2 separate regions of the Rattus norvegicus genome follow, and region 2 is linked to region 1. Evidence: chromatin contacts called from public Hi-C data. All regions are on one chromosome and are shown on one strand. Each heading gives the region's core, a stretch centred on a gene start, on an enhancer-like site or on the middle of the called end of the contact. The rest is flanking DNA. Distances are from core to core; before and after follow the strand shown.

Evidence for each region. Hi-C and Micro-C count contacts between places; a contact is called where the count stands out from the background.
Region 2: a contact with region 1 is called in a Hi-C map of Schwann cells, with 6 times the contacts expected there. The contact joins the promoter of Arid5b here to the promoter of Cabcoco1 in region 1. A contact is called at or near these places in 2 of 12 Hi-C or Micro-C datasets (Schwann cells and frontal cortex).

Annotation. Positions count from the first base shown.
Region 1 is chr20:20,055,262-20,060,228 of GRCr8, reverse strand. Cabcoco1 (ciliary associated calcium binding coiled-coil 1) reads right to left here and starts at 2,685. Exons shown (of 8, transcript NM_001134576.1): 1 at 2,559-2,685. The coding sequence starts at 2,666.
Region 2 is chr20:20,304,399-20,309,365 of GRCr8, reverse strand. It overlaps Arid5b (AT-rich interaction domain 5B), which reads right to left and starts at 2,652. Exons shown (of 10, transcript NM_001107624.1): 1 at 2,625-2,652; 2 at 1,907-2,161. The coding sequence starts at 2,645.

The DNA.
Region 1 (4,967 bases), core at 1,436-3,935:
GTGGTGGACATCCCCTGTGGTGGACATCCCCTGTGGTAGACATGCTATGACTCTCATTCAGCACCAGAATTCCCTGGAGCTCCCTAATGTGACCAAGCCACATCCCTTTGAAGAATGAGCATTTTTGAGGATGCTATTAATGAACTAATTGGCCAGGAGGCTGCAGAATTTGAATTGGATATTTATTTAGAAAGCTATTTTCACATAGGTCTATAATAGCTAACCTTTATGTTCAATTTTTGTTATTTTTTCCTTTCTGCCCTTTCACATTCATACAAACAAAAGCTGAAAGTTTAGTCTTTCATTTCAGAAGGAGGTATTTTTGCCCAATATGACTGGAGAAACTGGACTTCCAGATATTAGCAAGCAGAGCTCATGGGATGTCCCCCACAAAAATCTCCTTTCTTGGTTCTATGCCCCCATGCCCTCTGCTCAGGGTATCTCAGTGTAGACCATGGTTTCTGGTGACCTACTTGAGTGGCCCATGACAGGCTGCCTCTGTTATCAATGGGCTAACAAAACTGCTTGAGGACCTACTATGTGAATCAGGCCACCATTTTTAGTCTAGATGTTGCCTATCCCCAACACATGGGGAACCATGGGGACTGAAACGTGTGCTTTATTTCTGATAGACTTGGCTGAAAAAGAAATAGTTCACTCTTGTATGCCTCAGATGACTAGATGGTCTTCTAGCTGAGTCAATTTAGATGCAGAATTTACAGAAAAGAAACCTTAATCGTGGATCACTATTAAGGGGGTCACCTCTGCAAGGAATCTGACCCCAGTGCCTTTCCTTGCCTAAAAGGGTCTTTGCCGTGTTTTCCTGACAAACTCAAAGTCTGGAGACAGCCCAGATGGGCAGTCCGGCTGGTGGGCCATCTTGCTGTGTTCTAGGACTCGGTTTTACAGGGCTGGAAAGTGGAGAGCGCTCCTCTGGATATTAACCGTCATTCTTGGTTAAGGCACACCACTAAGTGAGCCCGAGGCACAACTGGATTTCTTCAGTGTCTTACTAATAAAAAGACTGAGCTAATAAAAATTGAAATATAGATTTATGTGTATTTGTGTCCATGTTATATTAGCTCAGTCTTTTTTTTTATTAAACTCACACATTCTCTCCACACACACACACACACACCCCTTCAAATACTGATTCATTACGCCTCAAATCATTAAATGTTCTTAGGAAGGGCATTGCATCCACTGGTACGCTAGCGTGCGAGCACAAGGAGGCATACAGTCGCAGAAGATTTTGTATATGTTTAAACGACACAGAATTTAATTGGAAAGTTTCCTATGCTGGTTTAAAAATTATGTTAACTTACATTAGCGATCACAAGGGAGGAATGAGCCTAGGATCCAGTTTATCATGTTAAAATGTGCATTTAATGTATGCTAATTTTATTTGGAAAGGCTCATGGGAGAGCCTGCAGGCTTAGCGGTCTGCCTGCAGTGCTGGGGGACTCGGAGGGGGTGGGGTGGGACTGGCTCGCTTGTTTGTTGGAGAGGAAGGCATGAAATTATTGGCTTTGTGCTTTCTGACTGCTGAGTCTGCATCGAATACTTATCTTCTTCACAAAGACAGTTGTTTAGACTAATACGGAGGCTGAACAAAGCCGTGTTAATTAACACTCCATTATTCACTCTTCAGAGTCTTAAAAAAAAAAGAAAAAATAACATCCTAGAAACAGTATTTGATATACTCGTCGAGAAGATTTAAATATATATACATATATAAAACCGAACAAAATAGATGCCTTAGCTGATACACTTGTGGTTAAAAATCTTAGCAAGTAGTGTGGCACCTTCTGCCAAAGCTGAACTCCTGACCTTCATCTTTGGGACCCACGTGGACAATCATCAAGTGGTCCTCTGACCTCCACACCGAGCACCGAGCACCGAGCACCGAGCACCGAGTACTGAGCTCCGAGCACCGAGCACCGGCACTGGGACGTCCATCCACCCACCCACAAATAAGTATAAATAAAATAATAATGAACTGTTTCAACTATTAAGTCTAGGGACAAAATGACTTAATGCCCCCCACCCGTTGACAGTTGGTGCTAGGAGGGGGGGGGGTGGTTCTTAAGGTGACCTGGTGGTATCCAAGAGGACTGGGACAAATTCACTATGAGCCAGGAGGCTAGGGGCAGAGAATAAACTCTCAGGGTGTTTGGTCTTGTCTCCTGGGACAGGGACAGGTGACAACAGAAACCAAGCCTGACTCACTCAAATCGCGGCAATCTTTAACACCTTTTGAACACTTGTTTATCGTTACAATCTGTGGCGCTTGCAAAAAGGGACTGGTTCCCTTTAAGATCAGAGATTACTTTTTTTCCCCCCAGTTGAAGATTTGCATATTTAAGAGGTTGTGTGAGCATGGAACTTTCCAGAGTAAGCTCACAGGGCTTGTGATGAGTTTCAGAGGTCCTGGGGAGCCCTGCACCAAGCTTGCAGGCCATTACCAGTTGAATCCCCTGTGACTCTGGCCTTGACCTTGAGTGACCTTGGAATTAGCCGAGGGCCGGGTCCTGGACTGCCTAGAAAGGAGCGCATACCTCAGAATCAGTCGTGCTGCCTGCTGGCGTCACCCCAGGGGTGGTCGGGCCCCAGGAGGTCAATCCTATGGACGACCCTGCCACGTTTTCTCTAGAGGAAGCCCTCATCGTCAAGGCAACTGGGATGGGCGGTGGTAACGCCTAACCGGAGCTCAGGCCCCGCCCACTTCTGGGCCCCGTGATGCCACCTGCTGCTCGAATGACAGTGGAAACTGAGAAATTGACTTAAGTAGCAGTTCCGGTGTTGACACAGAAGGCTCACTCTAAAAGGGAGATGCTAAGCGATTTGGGGCTTTGGCCCTTGATGGTTGATCTTAAGCAATTTTTGTAACGTTCAAAAGTCTGATCGTGGCGTTGTGGTCTTTAGTAGAAAAAAAAAACTGACTCTAATTTTAGAGGCGCATATTTAGCTAGTGATGGGAGTGACAATCAGCAACTTACTCCAAAATACCGAGGGAGGAGGATGGACTTGTGAATTAAAATTGTGGCAGAGGTGGGGGTTTGTATGCTGTCTCCTCTCCCAAGTGTTGGAAATGTCCACAGTAAAATGCCTGGAAACAACAAGGTATTATATAGGGAGTATGAAGAGACTCCATAGACACCATGTTTGTAACCCAGGCTGAAGATGACCTTGAATTGCTGATCCTCCTACCTCCACCTCCCAAAAGCTTACAATCCAGGGCACCATACCCACTTTATATATGCACAGATTGAACCCAGGGTCCCCCAGTGCTGGCAAACACCCTAACCACTGAGTTACAACGCCTGACCCTACATATTTAGAATTTTTTTTTTTTTTGGTTATTCGGTACTTCCTTTGGCTGTGGGATGTGCCATACATTTACCTGCTCGGAGGTTGCTACTAAAGATGCTTACTGTAAAATCCAGACAGTATGGGGTCAGTCTCCCCCATGCTTAAAATAAAACCACAACCACTAACGGCCTCAAAGCTTTCCAAAGAGATTGAACAGATTATTGTGTTAGAAACGTTCAGGGGGATCTTGGCACCTCCTAGTGTTCAGAGTGCTGGTGTTTGTACTAAACTTTTCCTGGCTGGATCCATGCTGTGCATTGCTACCAATTTCCCCCGAATCAGTAGACTTCTCTCCCATTGCAGTTCCGAGGAATTTAACATGTCGCTTTGCTTAAGCTTCCTAGTGATGTCTCTCCCTCAAGCATTTTCACAGTTTAAACAACCCAAATCCTGGTAGAGCCCACCTGTATCCAAGAGTCCTTTTTTAGCTTAGCTCACACATTCCCCATCGAGTCAAGTGGGTTGTGATGTCGAGTTTTCTTGGAATTTTTACTCTTCAAGAGCCTGGCTGAGTTCTCAGTACAAAGTATTAACTCAACAACATTGCTCTGACATTTAACCCCATTTTAAAAGGGTTTTAGAATGTGTTCAATTAGTGATAAAAAAAAAAAAAACAACCCAGTCAATTCATAGTTACTGCTAGACTTAATAGGAGCCACCAACTTCCAAACTCATTAAAGTGTTTAATATTTTTTTCTCTTTTTTCCTTTTGATCTTTACTCCAGAGAAATGCAATGCAGCGAACCACCTTCTGTGAAGTTAGAAAGGCTCACATGCCTGCAATTTAGTGCTTGCTAAACTGCAAACACATTTATTTCTCCTAAGAGTAGTTTGCGGTTTCCGACGACGACGATGACGACGGAGCAGATTTTGCTGCCCCTTAGCTGTTTTGCCCTCTCTTTGGCAGTTTTACATCTTTATGTCTAGCTTTGGACCCCAGAAGTAGATGGAACAGTACACTAAAGATGGCGTCACTGACGGGCGTGGTACTTCAGGAAGCACGAAATTCCAAATGTTACCTTAATGCATTCAATGTTATAATTTATAGAGGAGTGAGTTGGGAGGCGGTCATTTAATTTTATGGGGCAGAATGTTACCCCATCACCACCATCACCACTACCCTGGTATGGAATGATGTTGAAAAGCCATTAGCCCAAAGGTTCCTTTAACTTGCACACATTCCGGCTGATGTTAGCCTTCCACTTCTTGGGGAGAGACAGGCGAGTGAGGAAGACATCGCACCAGACTCAACGGAGGCTTCCTGCTCAGGCTCCTCTTGAACTTACAGGCCTCTAAGTGGAGCCTTCGGCCTGCCTCATCTTGGCTTTACCTTGTTGCTTTAGTACTGGAAAGGGAAGGAGGACATGGAACTTGGTGTTTACGGTCATTTATATTATCTTTAGCATTCTCTGACTTTGGGCACATTTACAAAATGTGAGGTGGTTTGATCAACCAATGATGGTTGATCCTTGAGGCAAACCCTTGCTGTAATGAAAGCGTTCCAGTCTCCGTACCTGTGGGCACAGGAAGAGGTTAATTTGGTGATGAGTATTGATGGTTTTTGTAGAGTACTAAGTGACCAAACGTGGTGATCC
Region 2 (4,967 bases), core at 1,403-3,902, 250 kb before region 1:
TCTTAAATCAGAATTCGCCATTTAGTTACACCAACAGAAATTAAAGAGGATCTAGTGGGGTCAACCCGGGGTCTTTTCAACAAATATTCCAATTTCAATTAAAAAAAAAGAGAGAGAGGAGAGAGAGAGAGAGTGACCACAAATATCCCATAAAACACTGAATGATTTCCTCCTGGGTTTAGTCCGAAGTCTGTTAGGCACCAGCTCTTTTCTGGATATTTAATCCTTCCCTTCTCCAGATCACAGGCCATGTTGAAGTAATAAATTTGAAAAGCAAATAATAAGAAATCAGGAAGGGGGAGGGAGAAGGAAGACAGCTGCGCAGCAAAGTTGGGTCGGGGGAGGGGCTTGAGCCCGGGGGAAGTCGCTCAACCTGTTGGTGGGCTGCAGGGGTCCCACTCTGCATCCACACAGCACCTTAGTCAGGCTGCAGGCGGAGCCCGGGAAACCGAATGCTTACACCCTAGGCTAGTCGGGGAGGGCGGGGGAGGGGTGTGTGCAGGGAGGAGGGCGGAGCTTATTTCCGAAAAGGCAGATTCCTGGGCCGAGGTTCTGACGAACTCCCTTAATTAACCAGCCGCGGACCACTGAGGGGTAATTCGATCCGGGGGAGAGGGAGTGAGCTAGCAAGGCCAAAAGTGCAATCAACTCCATCAGCTCCAGGAATTTCTGCCTGGGCTGGCAGCTCCAGGGCCCCGGAGGAGTTCAGCACCGAACCATTCATTTAACAACAGACCTACCTCGAAAGCTCGCGAGCCTGGCGCCGAGCTAGCTGCCCTCAAAAGTCTCAGTCTGATCACCCTGCTCTCTCTCGGGAGACACAAAGCCTGACCAGGGGGGCCGTGCGCCCTCCCTCCCGCCGCGCCCTGAGCGCAGACTCCCCAAAATAGTTCCCGTGTGTGTGTGTGTGTGTGTGTGTGTGTGTGTGTGTGTGTGTGTGTGTGTGTGTAAGGGGTGGGGGTAGCTATCGCTTCACCGAGCTCGGCCCTCGGACCCGGGGTGCCGGTAGAGGTGCGGTCACACCCGCAGTGACAGAGCCCGAGGGAGGTGGCCCGGTGGCTGCGCCGCGGGGTCCCCTCCGCGTCCACCCGGCGCGCAGCCTCGCACCTCACCGCAGAGGCCCCTGCACCCAGCCCCACACCCCACTGGAAGACGTCCACTTCGCGTGGAGTCACTGGAAACCAGAACATCAAATGGCTCCGGGAGGAGGGGGAGTGGGCGCGAGATAGTTCTTAATGCCGAACGTGTTTGTGCCGGTTACACGACCGCTTTGAAATCCGCCCGGGCAGATGCGCAAGTTATTTGAATGTATTATCCCAGTACCTGTCATTTATCACTTCAGTCAACACGCCTTTGCCAACTCAATTGCTTTTGATCTCATTCTGCCTCCGTTTCGTAATTTCCGCCCTCTTAAACATATCAAATACTTAAAAGAAAAAAAAAAAACGCGAACAATATCAAAACCCACTAAAAGAAAGCTACCAAGCCTAGGAGCCAGGCATGAAGGTACAACTAAAAAAAAAAAAAGCAAAAAAATATGTATATTAAAATATGTATATTAAAGCATGGGATATTAATCTTCAAGAGGAGGTAGCTAAACACACACACACACACACACACACACACACACACACACACACACACACCCTGGAACAAAACCCTTCTCGACAAGTTATTTGATCTTGACTAAAATCAGCAGTTGGACGGTCTTTGTAAAGCTGACAGCCAAACTCTGACAATGGTAAAATACTCCAGCCCCAGTTAGTGGCGCTACCCCTTTAAAAAACGAGCGGATCCTGCTCACCGCAGAACTGAATACAGTATTTTCAAGCTTGCCTTATAATACGCATTACTGGAGGGGGGGTGGATAATAAAGAAGGAAGAGAGGGAGAGATAGGTTTACCACCTCGCCATGGTCGCTATTTCGGCCTTGGGGAGTGTCTTCGGGAAGGAAATAAAGTTTCGAGCTGGATAAAAGTTGCCGGCTGGTCCTTTCTTCCCACAACAGCTGGAGCTCCGCTATGCAAATCGGATCCTTTGGCGTACATCTTACAAAGAAAAAGTCGCCAAGGGACAAGATTCTTGGTTTTCCTTCAAGGTGGAATTGAAAAGCCTTATAGAAAATATAAGGTCCGTGTAAGCCACACGGTGAGCCGACCCACTGCAGGAGGGGGAGAGAGAGGGAGAGGAGAAAAAAAAAAAAAAGCACCACGTAAATAATGTAGCCATCAAGCACAAATATCTATTCCTAGGCACATTCACACACAAGACTCTCAATACAGACCGACCCACAGATAGAACGTTGGGTGAAAAATATTACAAAACCCACTAATTTTCTACCTCCCCTAAAAAAAAAAAAAAAAAAAAAAAAAAAAACCCTCCGGGTCCTCACCACCACCCCTTCCCAGTTCCCCATATGAGGCGATAAAATTACATTATGTAGGTATGATCAGCGTAGGGATTTTTTAAAAAAACAATAAAAATGATTTTGGGGGGATGCAGAGGGTAAAAGTTTGGTAAAAAGTTTGTGGGGGGTGTGGGGGGGTGTGAGGGGGTGGGTGAGCTGGGGGGTTGGGGGCTGCCGGGGGGCGGCGGGACCGCAGGAGCGGAGGAGAGCGAAATACCTGGAGTGAGTTGGGCTCCATCTCGACGTTCTGAATTGATTGAACTCAACATTCTCTCCAAACTTGTTGGCTTGAATGGATTGCATCAGGTCCTGGCAGGGGAAAGCATTCTCTGCTTGCAGCCGGCGTGATGTCTCAATATAAAACTAAGCTCTAGCCTCCCCCTCGACACCAAAATGATTGAAAATATATCCTAATATTTCTTCGAAGACTCAATTTTCATCTCCTGTCAAAAAGATGTGGGTTTGCTGCCAAAGATGGGTTGATCAAATTCGAAATAGGGAGAAGGGCTCAGTCCGACCTCGGCGGGAAGAGAATGGATCAAGGCAAAAAGCAGACAGGAAGATGTAAAAAAAATTGAAACCCACCCTAAAACCAAGTAATGAGGGTACGTTTATCTACCCCGTTTCTGTGTCTGTGGCTAACGTCGGCTGAGATTTTTGGAGCAGACCACGTCTCCCGAGCTGCGTTGTGCATCTGACAGGACCTGCTTGTATATGTCTAATATAAAGAACATTTCCTGCAGAGATTCCGGGGCGCCGCTCCTCTTTCTAATGCTCCTTAGCAGATTTGCTGTTATTAGACATGTAGATTTGTTTGATAGTTAAATTACGTTTCCTCACTGCCATGTTTGAGAGAACTAATCTGTTAAATTATCTTCCGATGCCTATTTACACGGAAGGGAAAAGTGGGTTATCGATTATATAAACATATAAATATTAATGCATTTGTTCGCTTCGCAAAAAAAAATACTCAGCAGGGGAAAAAAAGGAAGAAGAAGAGCAGAAAGACAAGTGAGCAGTGCACACACGTCTCGTGATTTTGCAACAATATTGAACGGACAGCAACTGCATTTAGGGAGAGGAACAATAAACCGTGCATGATAAATCAATACATGCGAGCCGCGAGTCTGCTCGGAATATGAATTCGGGCTCCGGGTTCTGCGTGTGCATTCTTTAATTTTGAAGTATATACACTCGTACGTGTTTACAATGCTGATGGGCGCCAAGGGCTCTCTCAAATGATAATGTGTTTATATAACCCGGCGCTACAGGAATAATATACCGACTTCTACCCCACCCCCAATCCTTCCCGTGCCCCCCTCCTCCAAAAAAAGGGAGGGGGAGCTTTCTCGGTAATAGTTTGAAACTGAAAAAAATAATCCATTTGCAAACTAGTTAAATATCATCAGAAATTAAGCTGTTAGAAACGGGGGGGGGGTGGTTAACACATCGTAAGACAATAAAGGTTTTAAATGTGTATATTTATTGTTCTAGAGCCCTGGAGCATTGCGCGGTTTGCATGCACGGCTATTATGCAAACAGAGAAACTTAAGAGCCACAGAACAAGGAACAAGCAGGGACTGCAAAGCCCTCGCTCGCTGCGACCCAGCTGCCGGTCCTCCGCCTGGCTCGCTTGCATTTTCGCAGCGTTGATGTAAAATGGTGTACTCACTTCCCCCACCCCTTCCCGGCTCTCCTCCCACTCTTTCCAGCACCCCCCAACCTCCCCAGCGATTTTATTATATTGGCACCAATCTTTCCAGAGTGGGTCTGGCAGGCTAAAAAAGTAAACATGTACTATATGGGGGATAAGGTTTGTATAGTACGACAGTTGAAACTCGATCCGCGATAAAATTACAGGATGTTGAAATTACTAGCAAGCTATTTTTAACGCTTTCGCAACGTTTCACCTCTACCCGCAGCATCGAGTTGAGACAGGATTACTTTAATGAAAATTATATTCACATGGCTGAAGTTAATACACCCAGCAGAGCACAAACGCCTCGTCTTCGGTGATCTGGCGGTGGAAGGACCCTCTGTGTGTGTTTTGACGCTTTTTTTCCATAACGTCTGCCTCCGCTGCAGTAAGAATTAGGGCGCTGAACATTATCTAAAACACATTTTTTGATTCGGAACATGGAGAAGTCATAAAAAAAAAGGCAAGATGTATCTTGTTTCTATATACACAGAGATAAACGAAAGAAAATGGCAGATCCTCCAATTACAATAAGTAATAAAAGCCCATGCCAAAAAGCCCGTATTCTGGAAGCTGTCGAAAAGCTATTTTAATAATTTAAAGTAATATTCCAACTCCGCACCGTGGGGGAGGACAGTGTACCAATTTACAGTCTTCCATCTTTTGCATTAGCCAAATTATGACTTGCACATCACTCCTTAATTATCTTCCTTGAAATTTCATCTGATCTTACCATTTCATAAACATGGGTTAGAGAGAGAAATTACAGCCCTTTCGCCCTCTCTTTTTAACTTTATGGTGCACACTGCAGACGTTTGATTAGAATAACCCATTTTGTTCATTTTTAACATATGAATGGATTTG